Regions from separate parts of the Gossypium hirsutum genome. Here region 2 is linked to region 1. A link is a contact called in public Hi-C data. All regions are on one chromosome and are shown on one strand. Each heading gives the region's core, a stretch centred on a gene start, on an enhancer-like site or on the middle of the called end of the contact. The rest is flanking DNA. Distances are from core to core; before and after follow the strand shown.

Region 1 (7,781 bases), core at 2,160-4,659:
AGGCTCTAGAAACTGTGTTTTGTACATAAAACCCAGTTAAAATTGGATAATTTTATGCTTATGTGATTTCCACGTGGATTTGTGTCTAATGAATTATGTAATTGCTGTTTGATCAGAGAAAAATTTGGAGCTGTAGTGATTGAAGTTGTTATGTATCTTTGTGGAGCGATGCATAATGGCTTAGCTAGAAACTACAATATGCTTATCAGGAAGTTGTTTGATGCAGGCTTGGGACAGGTTTGTATTGTAGGAAAAACTAACGCCCTGCTCTACTTTGAATTTTCATAGAAGAATTGCTTTGGGGAAAGAATCAATGTAAGCAATTGCTGATTTATTCCAAGAGATGAAGAAATTTATGTACAGACAATGACATAGTTACAGCATGAAAGGGTAGTTTAGTTACAGCATGAAAGGGTAGTTTGGTTCCTTAATGACCGAAACTGGATGTAAGTCGCTCAAGCTGAGACCACAAGAGATTTCCTAATGAAAATCTGGGTCTTTCTTCCATTTCACCGCTGCTTCTGCTGACACTTAATGAAGAATTGGGGCACTTGTTTACAACCAAAACAGATCCCCCAATCTGTTGTCTCACCAATTCCACCGTTCTTGGATTTGCATCATTCCCTGAAGCATCTGTAACATAAAAACATCCGCTTGCTCTTTCCCCATGTGTTCCTATCTCCGTTCGTGTTATTGATAGCCCATTTTCTCGGAACACCCTCGTTAAATACCACAGCAACCCCATCTTGTTTTCAGTACATATATCCAGCCTTACCCCCTGCGTCAATGCCATCACATAAAAGGATTATATTACTTTTGTACCACTTCATCTGTCCGTATCTAACACATTTCAAAACATGGGAAACTGAACCAAAAACTTAAATGTTTTTATGTAACTAACATGGGAAACTCTTCGTTCGATTGCCGCAACCAAACATTGGGCAAGTTTACGACTTTCAGTTTCCGACACCAAACTGCAGCCGTCCTGCCTCCTTATAAAATATTCCTGGAAGTTGAAAAAATAAACAATTTTAAAACCATATTAACAAGGATAACATTGCGAGACATTTGCAAGAATTTCCAAGTTGACTTACCTGATTAGCCATGGAGCCTTTTAAGCTGACGGCTGCATGGAATACAACATATTGCATGTCGGTTAAGGCACAAACCGTATCAAACAATAGCTTGTTTCTGTCCCTACTCCTCAGGTTCACCAGCGAGTACCCTTTTTCCTTGCAAGTCTCAACCGTCACATGAGTCTTCTTACACCCATTCCAGTGCCTGCAGCTGCCATCACATCCCTGACATGGTTCGTAGTCTTTGTCGGCGTACATCATTTGGTGGAGCCGCCGTTCCGTATGTGTCCTATCAGCTGCCGGAGCGGTTAACAGTACACTCCTCTTATCTCCATTCTCATGATGGCCCTCAACTACAATCTCTAGCTTCTCCTGTACTAGAGCCAGCCGTTTTTGAACCATGATAGGCCCTCCTTTGAGTCCATCTTCCACTTGAATTATGCAGGCCATGCGGCCGTTATGAGTCCACGCGACGGCTGCCGTAATATGGCATCCCAATTCGTATAGGGCTGCAGATATATCAGACATGAGGCCAGGCCGGTCCCTTCCAGTTATCTCCAAGGCCGTATGCTCTGTTGAGATATGGCATGGCCTCAGCTTCCTTTTGTGACATGTTTGTAATTCCTTTGGAACCCCTCCTCTCCTCCTAGTATCACAAAGTTCCTGTCAATTATCATTTCCTTTTCCCATTAGAAAACAAATCAAAACCCCCCATACCATAATAAATCAAAACTTTGCTACTCCATATATATATAATATCAGAAAAAAATATAGGAAAGAAGAGACCTGTTGTATGTAAAGATTAAGAGTCTCATCAGTGATTTTCTTCCCAAGCTGGTCTCTCACATGGAACACTGCAAGCCATGCAACCCCAAAAAGGGAAAAACAAACGAATTAGGGGGACTGAAAATTACTGTTTGATACTTTATGGTGGATGGTATGTGGGGAGGAGCATTGAGCCACTGACCATCCATGAGCCATCCACCGTCGGAGCAAATGTATGATTTGGATATAACAAGGTCGAGATCAGTCAAAACTTGGACCATTTCTAGCAAAATCCCATGCCTGTTTGCACTGTCCACCTGTGAACGATGACATAAATAAAGAAGAAGGGTTGGTTTCCCATGTTATATTCTTGCGTTTCAGATGGCTATATTCCCTTTAAAAGCCTCTTTAGAAGAGAACTGCATACACCCCAAAAATATCACACAAATACCCTTTTATATATAAACCAAACATCATATATCAATAGTTTAGTTTATTCTGAACCTTGACAACCGTGCAGTGTTGGCATGTGTCGTTATCGATACAAACTCTGCAAAACACCAAACTGGCGAATTAAACCAAGCCAGGTTTCGTTTTTATTTATCAAACAAAACAAGTAATTAATATAATTAATTCATTTTGTTTGCAATACCTTGGAGCATTGATTCGTTCAATAAGGGACTCAAACTCAGGGTCAATATAAGGCTGATAAACAATCTCCATCTTCTTGTTCAAATAATGAAAAGAAGGCCTTTCAAGTTTTGCTTCCTTTGGAGACTAAAGCCTTAGGAACCATGAAAAAGATATGCATCAACGTGATCTATATACATGCCAATAATTGAAATTGCGTGGCAAAACAAATGTATATGATAGAGGAAGTTATGAGCTAGCAGCGGCGTCCAACTTGCTTTTTTTTTTTATATATAGATAACAGATATGGAACAAAGGATATGATTGCAAACGACAGCTGTTTTTTACGCTGATATGAAAATTTCTGCATGTTTGGCTTTGTTTAATTTACTCATTGGAAAGGATAAGAGAGAAGAAAATTAAATGAAAATCTCTTTGGATCTAATCCAAATAGGATTTGGGGGTCATCGAGATAAAACCAAAAAACGATTCCTATTGACTTCTGGGTATTCTCATTGCATGCATAAGTGCAAAAACAATTAAAAACATATTGAATTTTCTATAAAACCCTCCCTTCCCTAAGTGTTTTCAAACACGAAACTCAAATGGAAGAAACGTATAAAGAGATGAAAAAAGAAAAAAAAAAGAAAAAAAAAGGGAAAGAAACTAAAGGTACCTTTGTATAGGAAGAGATGGGTTTGAACTGCAGAAGGCAAATCTTCTGGAAACAAGGAAATCAAATAACAGTCCCTGCGATTTTGCTAACTATAGGAAGGTTTTTATGGGTAACAATGGTGTAAAACCGAAACAAATGGAGAGTCTAACTAAAATAAAGAACGTTGATCATATTTCCTGTTTTCTTTGTTAGATGGTTAAGTGTGTGATGAAAAAAAAAAAAAAAGAGTTGTAGTTGATGCAAGGAACTTGGGAGGTGTTTACATAAGTGAATGAATGTGAAAAGAGCTTTATATGGAAAATTTGGTTAGTTTCCTTTTTACGTAGTAGGAAAATGTATGAGTGTCGATGCGGATTTAGCCACGTACGAGGTTGTAACACGCGTGTCACTTCTGGGTTAGGGCGGCTCCAGCTCTCCCATTCATCGCCACCTGGCTCCAAACCTTTTGTGGCTCTTTACCCAGTCAGGATTAGGTGTCGATGACGTGGCGTCTCATGGTGGGTTGTTTCATAAATTAAAATTTTCTATTTTTGGTTGGTTGATGAGTAGTTTATAAGGCTGAGCTGTTTTCTAGTGATCTGCATTTAGGCTAATTACTATTTATTCTTTCCCTAAAATTGCTCAAAATAGTTTTAAGGAAATATTACTGTTTTTAACCACGTTTTCGGGCAAATTACCAAAAAAAACTCTATTTTTTTAAAATTTACCGAAATAGGCCCGTTATTTTATTATTTATCAGAATAGATCATTTTCCCCGAAATTGCGTCCACGTCAGCGCGATGTCAGGGGACGTGTCAGAACATTACGTCCACGTCAGCACCCTTTGCTTACGTGGACACAAATCGCGCCTACGAGGACGTGATTTGCTGACGTGGATGAACAGTTTATGTTTTTTAGCTTGGAAAACTTTGATAGGCCATAACTTTTCACTTGGTTGTCCGATTGAGACGATTTTTTTATTTCGAATAACTTTTCGAGATCTACGCGCTGACAAACAGCCGAAGGCGGTTTGCCATAGTTTTCATCGAAAAAGATCCTTTTTTGCCCCTAAATTTGATTTTTTCGGTTTAAAATTGAATTTTGAAACATTCAAAACATTATTTTCCTTATTTATTTGAAGTAAACACCGGATTTTTTTTACAGAATTGTTGTATTATTTTTTATGATTTGACACGTGTATGGAATATGTCCGATAAATCGTTAGAACGTAAGTAATATAATTAAGATAATAACAATATTTCTATAATATGTCAATTAATTAGTTTGGCTTAGTTGGTTAAGATGCTTACTCTTTTCCCTTAGTACCTTGGTTCAAATCTTGTTGGTACTTGTTGCTATTGATGTAATATTGAAGAGTTAATTAATTAAAAAAATAAATACAAGTACAAAAAGATTCAAAATTTATTTTTTCAAAATACTAAAAAAGTCCTATATTTTTAAAATTTATCGAATGGGCCCGGTATTTTATTTTTTTGACCGTTGGGTACTGTTCACGCGCGGGCCGAAATCGCGTCCACGTCAGCGCGAGATGCTGACGTGGAAGGAAATCACGCTCTCAAGGACGCGATTTCCTTCCACGTCAGCATCTCGCGCTGACGTGGACCCGATTTCCTGATACGTACCCTGACATCGCACTGACGTGGATGCGATTTTCCGGAAAAAGGACCATTCCGGTAAATAATTAAAAAATGGGTCTATGTCGGTAATTTTTTTTAAAAAAGGGCTTTTATTGGTAAATTACCCCACGTTTTCCCCAATTTTTATTTAATTTGGATTTTTCGGATTCTCTTTTCATTTATTGTTATTATAAATGCATTTATAGCCCCTCCCCAAAATTAAAAAAAATCAATTTAGTTCTTTTTTGAGAAATTAATAATTTAATTTAAGTATTTTTAATATAATTTTTTTAGTTTTAGCCCCTTAAACTTTTATAATCATAATTTTAATCCTTTGATTGCATCGTAATTTTTTATATCATGTTTCGTAATATATATTATAATTACATATACTAATTGTCATCATTAGTCGGTCCTTGGACAAGTAAAAATAATTAACAAATACTATATAATTTAATTGAAATTAGTATAAATAATTTATAATAAATACTATATAATGTAATTAAATATTTAGTAGGTCAAAATGTACGAGAAGTCATCTCTCATCAATATATTTTGTAGATTATTTGAAAAAAATTCATAAAATAAAATGTAATTATATTTTAAAAATAAAATATATGTCTAAAATTTAAAATATCATTAATGTATAAAAATAAATAAAATTTAAAATATTCACATCTTAGTCCAAGACCATGACATATGCACACTTGTCTCTATTTCCATTTCCATTAAAAATATTTCATTCACTTATGATTATTAATAATTAATCCCATTTTAGCATTTAGCCATTTAAACTCTAAAGTAGGGACAGTTCCTTGAATGCTTACCTTTGAAAGAGAAAAGTCATCAAATTTCTCTTCTTTATTAGTTCAAGACTTCTCTTACTCAAAGCTTTACCACCCACCTATTAACTCTTTGTTTTTCACATTCTCACACTAATTCAAGCTTTCTCTCTCTAGCTCAAGAAAAACTTTACCTTCCATGGAAAAGATGATGATGATGAACCAAGTTTAGAAATGGGATTCTACAAGATTTTTGCAAGAAAATAAGGTGAACAGGGAAGATTTTTTGTGGGATTTGAGAAAGAGAATGAAAAAGTAAAAAGAAAAGTTCTTCATTGATTTTCGACCACAAATCATTATAATTCTTTTAAAATTCCATTATTTGTCTCATATTTGAATTTTTTTTCAAAATTTCATTATAACAACTCCTAGAGTAGTATCACTTACTATGCGAAAAAAATAAAAGCATTACAAATGATGTTATGAAAGTATTGGAACCGAATTATGTTAGAATAAAGTATAAATACTAAACCTTAAACTTAAACATAGTAGAGGGGCCAAATTATAATTTTAACTATACTGTGTATATGTAAGGCAAACTTCATTCGTTTTATTAACTCATTATAAGACACTGGTCAAATCACAATTTTGATCTCTTTATTGTGCTCAAATTGAGATTTAATCTTTATATTTTAATTGGACATAATTTGATTTTCCACTTTTAAAATGACATTAGTTAGCTCAGATAGTTGCCATCAGTTCAAATGATTTTCGATTTAATAGAAAATTGATATATTTTTAAAAAAAATGTTTTAATTAAATTGATTATGTATTTACCCAAAAGGAAGCATGATGGAAAATTAGTGAGGTGTAAATTTGAGGTTTATCCAATTTTATTTTTCACAAGATGCGTGTGAATTATAAACTAAAACAAGCTGAAAACTGTGAGCGTGTAGGCCCATTGGAGTACAATTGCAAAGGCCCGCCTTTTATTATTATTATTATTAGTTTGGTGACATACCTTAAATTTTCTGGTGGTCGTTGAAACTTAAGAACTTCGAAAACCTGATAATGAATGCTTGAATTTGCTCATCATTCCTCTCTTTCCTTTGTTGTTGTTGTTGTTTTTTTTTTTTGCATAAATAAATATTATATGCAAATCAAATATTATCCCTGCGCCAGACTGCTCTATTATTCTGCAACTGCTTTGACGTCTTTGCCTTCTACAATATAGTTTAAGTTTGATCTTGTTTCTGTTTTTATCTCTTCCATTTCATGTTCTTTGTACTTGTATTAACCATTTACCATAGATTGAAAAGACAAAAAAACACTTTGCTTATTTTCTTTTATATATGTGGGCTAGAAGACTTCATTTGAAGGAAGAGGGAGACTTCATTTGAGATTGAGGTGAGTTTTCTTGGCTTTTTTCGAAGAGTTTTGTCTTAGCAACTTATGGAGCTGCAATTGGCTTTAAAGGGTTTGGAATTTGCCCAGAAGAAGAAGAAATGGGTTGCTTTAATGGCGGCTTTTGGTTTAACCAGTTATGGTTTCTATAGAGTTTATCACCTTCCTGCTATAGCTCAAAAGCGAAACAGAGTTTTAAAGCTTTTAGGAGCTTTGGTTTCCATTACTGAAGCCGTCTCTGATTGTGCTGAAACAATAAGAGTTGTTTCTAATGATTTGAATGGTTTTCTCCAATCAGAATTAGACCAAATTCCAAATAGTTTGAAACAAGTTTCGAAAATCACCAGGTCCAATGAGTTTTCACAGTCCATAGCAAGGGTTACACAGGGCCTGACTGTGGGAATTGTACGTGGTTATCACTCGGAGGCAAGAAGTGGTGATACCTTAAATGCCAAATCTAGTTCAATGGATCAAGTTATGGATAAGCTTTTTACTGAAGCTGGTGCTGGTTTTGCTTCCGCTGTTGTTGGAAGCTTTGCTAGGAATTTGGTCATGGCAGCATGTAAAGAACTGCAATCTGAAGGAGATTCAAACTCAAATTCGACTCCGTTCTGGCTGAATTTGGTGTGTGGTGATGAGTTTAGGGAGCTGATTGGTGATTGTATTCAAGTTTTTGTTAGCTCTATGGTGGGCGTTTATCTTGAAAAGACTAAAGATGTCAACACTTTTGATGAGTTCTTTGCTGGGTTGACTAACCCCAACCATGCAACACAACTGAGGAACTTGTTGGTCACTACTTCTAATGGTGCAATGGAGGCTCTTGTCAAAACAT
Region 2 (7,781 bases), core at 2,417-4,916, 250 kb after region 1:
ATGGGTTGCCCTTAAGGGCAAGAACTTAAGACCAACTTGAACTTCCTTGCAATTTTACTTTTCCATGTATTTGCTTTGTTTGGGGAAGGTTGCAGATGATTTCTCAACCATTAGAATAATAGAAGGGCTTAAACTGATGTTCATTTGCAAGGATTGTTTTTTAGTTATTTAGTGCTGATTTACTTACAGTCTTATTGCTTATTTCAGGATGGAAGGCGGGTTCGTGTGATAGAAAGAGACTTGACAGAACCCGACAGGATTGTTGGGGAATTCCTGCAGCCTGGAGGATACCTTAAATTAGCTGAATTGGGCCTTGAAGGTATGCATTGAAATTGTTATGCATCTATTAAATTGTGAACAAACTTTGGTTTTTGTTGGATCTGTTCTCCCTATTTGATTCACTCAAAGAGAAAAAAATGATATCTCTTGGTTCTCTTCTGGTTACAGATTGTGTGGAAGAAATTGATGCACAAAGAGTGCTTGGATATGCTCTCTTCAAGGATGGGAGAAATACTAAGTTGTCATATCCCCTGAAGAAATTTCATGCAGATGTTGCCGGGAGGAGCTTCCATAATGGGCGTTTCATACGGAGGATGAGAGAAAAGGCTGCCACTCTTCCCAAGTTATCTTTTTTGCTTCCCGGATTTGTGCTACATACATATTAATGACCGACTAATTGCAGCATTGTTGATTTTGCAATTCTTTTTCATGCGTAATATTTCATTTTACATTTTTAGGTTAATGAATTACGAGCTTGCAATTGAGCTTCTTTCACCATCGTATGTAAAATTATCAGTGTGCGGTTAGAAGAAGGAACTGTAACATCTCTGCTTCAAGAAAAGGGAACAATTAGGTTAGGGGGGTGCAATACAAAACTAAGGATGGTCAAGAATTAAGAGCTTATGCTCCTCTACGATTGTATGTGATGGTTGCTTTTCAAACCTACGTCGCTCTCTTTGCAACCCAAAGGTGAAGTTACCATTTTCTATTTGTTATGTGAATACTTTGTCATCTTATCTAATAATGATATAGAAAATCATGTTGATGAGACAGTTATCTTTTGGCAGTGGTGAAGCCAAGAAATTTTCGTTGGGGGCCAGGATAAGAATATAAATTGTTGGAGGGCCAAACTTAAAAATTTCATGCTAAAAGGGTTAAATTATATTACAAAACAATATGAGGGTCTAAAATTGTAATAAACCCACTTTATCCAAGGGGGACAGCGCCCCTGCCTGCCCCCTTTTGGTTTCTCCCGTCTTTCAGGCTATAATTTCTTAGAGTTGCATTGTCTGCTTGAATACTAAATGAAATCATTTAATTTGCATGTCCTCAGTTTCTTATGATGTTCTAGCAGGAAAGTAAATTTAGCATTTTTAACTTTTCAACAGGTAGATGTGCCCTCTTGTTTTGTGGGTTTGGTCCTAGAGAACTGTAAACTCCCATTTCCAAATCACGGACATGTTATCCTAGCAGATCCTTCACCTATCTTGTTTTATCTGATCAGTAGCACAGAGGTTCACTGCTTGCTTGATGTTCCAGGGAAGAAAGTGCCTTCTCTTGCAAATGGAGAAATGGCAAATTATTTGAAGACCATGGTGGCAACCCAGGTAATCAGCTAATTGTTGATTGATTCATGATTTTGGATTAGTACCTATTTCTTTATAGTTTCACCAGAACATTCAACTGTAATCCTTTATTGGTGTTAAAGCATCCCTTGCGTTTCTGCACATGTTACCTTGGTTTAATCTAATAGAGTGTCTGTTTCAGGTTCCACCTGAGCTTTGTGAAGCTTTCATTGCTGCTGTTGACAAAGGTAATATTAGAACCATGCCAAATAGAAGCATGCCAGCTGATCCTCATCAGACTCTTGGAGCACTTCTAATGGGTGATGCTTTCAACATGCGTCATCCTTTAACTGGTGGAGGAATGACTGTCGCATTGTCTGATATCGTTGTACTTCGGGATCTTCTTAGGCCTCTGCATGACCTTCATGATGCAGGTTCCCTGGCTAAGTATCTCGAATCATTTTACACGTTACGCAAGGTTAGTTGGCTGCTTACTCTATGATCCTATTTTAGTAACAATAGCTCTTTCACCATTTGATTTCCTTTGTGCCCCATGTCATATAGTTGGCTTCACATGCTTCGATTCTAACCAACTAGCTAGGATTGTGTATTTCGTTTTGTTTCAATATCACTAGGTTTTGGCGTCATCTTCAAAAATCTGAACTGATGGTCTAGCAATGTTCTTGAGATAAAAGAAAAAGAATTCTTCAATTCTAGGTTCGACCACTGACATTTTGCCCAATGGCGGAGCCTAGTAGAGGCCCAGGGGGGCCATGCCGCCCTCCCCCCCCCCCCCAAGTTTAAAATTTTTGCAATTTAGCTCTTTGTAGATATATTATGGCCCTTCCAAAAATATAAGTAGGCTTCCCCAAGGTTTAATATTTTTGCAATTTCCCCCTTTGTATATATACTATAGCCCTCCCAAAAATCAATTGTTTATATGTTTAAATCGATTGTTATGTGGCATATCTAATTTTAGCTAGGCACCCCAATATTAACATCTTGGCTCCGCCACTGATGATGCCCCTTTTCTTTCCAACCTGATTGGTCTTTGGAGATATACAATGAATCAGAGATGTTATTACTTATTTTCAAAATTTTCTGTTTGGTGTACTGCAGCCTGTGGCTTCTACAATAAATACGCTGGCCGGTGCTCTTTACAAGGTGTTTTCTGCTTCCCCTGATCAAGCAAGGTCGGAAATGCGAGAAGCCTGTTCGACTATTTAAGCCTTGGGGGTGATTTCTCAACAGGACCAGTAGCTTTACTCTCTGGTTTAAATCCTTGCCCATTGAGTCTAGTTCTTCATTTCTTTGCTGTGGCAATTTATGGAATTGGTCTCCTACTCTTACCATTTCCTTCACTTGGATGCATGCTAATTGGAGCTAGGTTAATTTCGGTATGTATTATTCCATTCTTTATACAGTTGATGCCTCTCTTTTCACCTTTGCTCCTTCCTTTTGTTTTCCTTGGGACCGCACTCTACTTGTATGAAATAGATATTCTAACTGTACAATTTATTTGACATTCCACACAAATTTTCAATAGATACCATGGTACAAAGGTTTCCATTAATATGTGTTAGCTCAAGTTAAAATCAAAGCTAAAAGTATAAAATCTGTGTATGTTGAACTGGATTTCGCCACCTTGCGATGATATTTTTTTCCTCTCATTCATGCAGAGTGCATCAGGTATTATTTTCCCCATAATCAAAGCAGAGGGAGTGAGACAAATGTTCTTTCCTGCCACTGTTCCAGCAGTATATCGAGCTCCGCCCGTTGATTGATCTACCCCATCATGGTAGCGTCATCTTTTAGCACCCAAGATTTAGTGGGATGACTGATAAATGATGAGTGCATCCTAGGACATTGTTCAACTGTGCGAACTGTTCATTCATTTATGAAAGAAGTTGTGGCAAAAACCAATGTACTTTATATTTGTTGTATTACACTGTGAGAAATAATAAAAGAAAAGATTCATCATTGTTGAGTAAATAGATTTCAACAATCAAAACACTGAGTGAAGAAATATCACTTGAACAAAACACAAAGAGAAAGTTTCTTTAAAAATGATATTGAGTAAATGGGGCTACTTGCTAAAACACAAGGCCGAAAAAGCAAATTTTGGATCCTCAAAATGGTGAATGGGTTGGACAGGCATGGAGTCGTAGTAAAAGTAGGAGATGGGCTCCGAGGGTTTTAATTTTATAAGCTGAAGGGCTAAAACATGACCGACCGTCCAATTACGGAACCCCTCCCCTCGATCAAGTACTAGAGAAGCGAAAGAAGAACGTTCCTCCCATAGTCCCACTCCAGGGCCATTTTCTATTTCATTAGAAACTGCAAAATTTTCTTATTAGCCAACAATTTTCAGAGAAATGTTAAGAATTCTCACTTGGTCGCGGTCCTCCCTCAGGTCCCGATCTCAACTTTCTCCTTCTTCTTCATTTTGCATTCTTTCATCATCATACTCAACTTTGAACCAAGGCTCCGAAGACAATCAAAGCACCGCCGGTTCAGTTTTCAGCAGGGACCCATCTGACCCACCTCGCCTTTTCGTCGTCCAGCCTCGTCTCCGTCCCGCTACTTTCTTGCAGGCCAAGCTCAACGAGGCTCTTTGTTTAGCTAACTCCCTTGAGGAACAACGTGATGGCTACTTTCATTCTGATTTCTTCGATAAGGAGTTGCCTCCTCATGTTGTTGTCCAAAACCCTTCTCTTAAATCTGCCAAAATCCGCGCTGGTATCTCAACTCTCTTGTTTAACCATGTTTCTAGTCACTTCTTCCTTTAATGTTTTGTTCTTGATTTTTATTTTTATTTTTTATTTCTAGACACGTATTTTGGACCTGGAACTGTAGAAAACATCAAATGCCATTTGAATGCTCTGGAGTCCAAGGCAAGACAGCTTCTTCTTATGTTCTTCGTAACGACCTTATGATTTTAATGCAACTGTGGAAACCTTATCTATCACCATATGGTTTTACTAGGATGGAGTTGATGCTGTTTTTGTCAATACCATCCTGTCTGGAGTACAGCAACGTAATTTAGAGGCAAGTACTGGCTGTCTAATTTCTCTCATTCTTTTGGTGGCAATGGAAACTCAAGCTGTACTGTAATGTGTTTTGCTAATATATTTGCTATTTTCTTTGGCAGCGAATTTTGGGAAAACCTGTCTTAGATCGTGTTGGCCTTATAATAGAAATATTCAATGCTCATGCACACACTAAGGAAGCCAAGTTACAGGTGCAATTCCTGGCTTTACTTGGCATGGCATCGCATTTTGAATTCCACTGTTTTCACTAAGACTTGTTTCACTTGCTATTATGCAGGCTGAGTTAGCAGCTCTTATGTACAAGAAGAGTAGACTTGTCCGTGTACGTGGGCTGGACGGCCGCAATACGTTTGGAGCTAGTGGAGAAGTTGAAGTTGTTAGTGCACGAGGGTGAAGCCTGAGTTCCCTGTAGAACAAAATAGGACTAGATTATAAAGCTTTGAAGATTTCCAAGATGATTTGGACCATTATTCTAGCTGCCTTAGATTATAAATCCTTCCTCTTTTTTCTTTTAACCAAATAGGAAAAACACTATGACCTGAGAATAAGTTGAAATTAACTTTATAGGGTGGGGTAATGGGTAAATGTTTTTTCTTTTTTCCAATATTCCCTTTTGAAGATTGAAATGTTTCCATAGTTCAAAGTTCAAACAGTTTTGATTTCTCTCTATCCCCTCAACATATTCATTTGTCATGTACATAAATGCTTGTCACTAATAATTGTCTATTCTTAGAAATGGTTTTGATTATGCATATGTATTGGTTGCAGGAGAGGAAGTGGGGGTCGTGGTTTCATCAGTGGTGCTGGAGAAACTGAACTGCAGCTTCAACGCCGAAGGTTTGTTCTTTATGCTACATTTGTGTGTGTGTGTGTGTGTGTGTGTGTGTGTGTGTGTGTGTGTGTGTGAAGCTGTCTCAGATGCTTATGTACTCACAAATGTCTGATGACCTGGATACCATGTGAATTTTTATATGCATGCTATAGTTGTTCTTGATTTTTGAAATTTCTTTTTTAATGGGCAATGTCTGTTCTATTATTATCTGGAGATGCCCCATCCCCTCCATAATAACTGAATACATTCAAGAATGTCTACTCTTCTTTAATTAATGGGAGCTTAGGATATTCTGCTTTAGCATTGCCTTGTTGATTATATCCCTTCCTTTCTAAGATGGTGATGACTATGAAATGCGTGCTCTTTTATTAGAGGTTTCTAGCTATCCATATTGACTATTTTATTCATCCTTTGTCCTCTCATCTCAATTTGGATCTGGCTATTTGGATTGTGGTATGCCTGTTTTCAGTCTCTGTATGTTGCTCTTTTATAACTAGCCACTATTTACTGTGCTCTGTTATCATAATCCTTATTAACTCAGTGTGTGTTTATATGTTCGCTGACTGGAACTTATTCTCAGAATCTTGGAGCGGCGGAATCATTTGTTATCCCAGATTGAAGAGGTTCGCCGTACCCGAGCTGTGCAACGTGCAGCTCGTAAGAAACGAGGTGGACTTGATGGCCGATGTTTAGCTACTGTTGCTGTTGTAGGATACACAAATGCTGTAGGTGGCCAAATTCTGACCTAATCTGCATTTTGTTTCAACCAGACTAACAAGTTAGAGATATCTTGTGTTTTTTCCCTCTATTTTCTCATGCTCAACATTTACCCTTTTTCTCAATTAACAGGGGAAGTCTACATTAATTAGTGCACTCTCAGATAGTAATCTGTATAGTGATGCAAGGTATATTTTTCTTTAAAACAATTTTTCCTCGAAGTTAAATTCTTTGTTATAAGTAAAAGGATGGATGTTTTTGCCTAATTGGAGGCAATGGCTTTGTGCAGATTGTTTGCAACATTGGATGCTAGATTAAAAAGTGTTGTTCTTCCTTCAGGGTGAGTTGGTCCATATCTAATCTAATTTCCTCTCTCACAAATTTTGGCAATCAAATATAAACATGCTTTTTAATCATTGACGAGATTACAATCTTATGCAATTGATCTAATTATGCACATAATAATTCAGGAGGAAAGTGCTTCTTAGTGATACTGTGGGATTCATATCTGATCTGCCAGTACAGGTAACTGAAAATCATTGAGTATATGTGTCATTGATTATATTTTTCCCCTTTTTGTTATTTTCGGTCTTCATTCACTGATGGATATTGCTCTTATAGTTGGTGGAAGCATTTCATTCAACCTTGGAAGAGGTGCTGGAGGCTAACCTCCTTGTGGTATGAACGGATAAACTTTCCCTTTAAAAAAAAAAAAAATTGTCTATTGTAAATTGTAGTTTCGACTTTCTTTTCTTCTTTGTCTATTTATAAAAGCAGATTCTTTTAAAGATGCTGACCTTTTGATCATCTTTGATCAATCAAAGCTGATTAACACCATCGAACCTTATCTTGGCTGTATACAGTTCTAAAATCCAAATAAATTAAAAAGAAAAAAAGAAAGAGAATATTTCTTAGTAACTTAATTTTATCCTTACAATTCTGAAGTTACATATTCTTTTGTTGCGAAGCAATGAATTATTGAGAAATGACTTTCAAGTAGATTCTATTACGAAAGAATTGAAACTTGAAAGGGCAGTATCTTGGTTAAAGAATATTGATATCTGCCTTTAATCTTTTCTTCCTTACACCTGATTTTCCCAAGCAACTTTTTTACCCTCTTTAGTAGTGTTGCATTTGCCAAATCTTCTATCACCCAGATATATCCTCTTTAAGAGGTCAATTATTATGCAATCAAGGGTTTGCTGTCACTCACTGTTATTATTGTTGTTATTGTTTTTGCTTTTCTTTTGAGTAGTCTGGTTCTAAATGAATTTTTCTTCATATGGTCAATTGGCCACTGTAAATAATAAATATGATCAGCAAACTCTGATGAGTGATCCTTGAAACATGTTTAAATTGTCCTTTTTTCAGAATAATTGAAGTTTCTTTCTTTGGACGTGTAATTTATGTGAAACATTATCTCCTGAGTCAGAGAATCAAGATTTCTGTCCTGCCTGCTTATGGATTTTTCTAATAACTATGCAGCATGTAATAGATTGCACTGCACCTAACCATGATGAACATCGGTCCACGGTGTTGCAAGTTCTTCAGCAAATTGGAGTGTCAGAGGAGAAGCTTCAGAACATGATTGAAGTCTGGAACAAGGTATTTTACCAC

The links. A called contact is a pair of places that touch in the nucleus more often than the background predicts.
Region 2: a contact with region 1 is called in a Hi-C map of leaf, with 2.2 times the contacts expected there. The contact joins the promoter of LOC107954874 here to the promoter of LOC107913314 in region 1. A contact is called at or near these places in 2 of 34 Hi-C or Micro-C datasets (both in leaf).

Annotation. Positions count from the first base shown.
Region 1 is chrD11:29,011,686-29,019,466 of Gossypium_hirsutum_v2.1, forward strand. LOC107913314 (ACT domain-containing protein ACR1) reads right to left here and starts at 3,410. Exons shown (of 8, transcript XM_016841859.2): 1 at 3,148-3,410; 2 at 2,494-2,567; 3 at 2,346-2,391; 4 at 2,044-2,158; 5 at 1,863-1,930; 6 at 1,095-1,739; 7 at 902-1,006; 8 at 317-778. The coding sequence starts at 2,564. The coding sequence ends at 428. It overlaps LOC107913313, which reads left to right. Exons shown (of 3, transcript XM_016841857.2): 3 at 1-135. It overlaps LOC107911118 (protein PHLOEM PROTEIN 2-LIKE A10), which reads left to right and starts at 6,998. Exons shown (of 2, transcript XM_016839006.1): 1 at 6,998-7,781. The coding sequence starts at 6,998.
Region 2 is chrD11:29,256,943-29,264,723 of Gossypium_hirsutum_v2.1, forward strand. LOC107954874 (GTP-binding protein At3g49725, chloroplastic) reads left to right here and starts at 3,667. Exons shown (of 13, transcript XM_016890559.2): 1 at 3,667-4,304; 2 at 4,395-4,459; 3 at 4,551-4,613; 4 at 4,717-4,806; 5 at 4,893-5,005; 6 at 5,384-5,452; 7 at 6,028-6,172; 8 at 6,297-6,352; 9 at 6,454-6,504; 10 at 6,635-6,689; 11 at 6,786-6,842; 12 at 7,650-7,769. The coding sequence starts at 3,941. It also overlaps the pseudogene LOC107954875.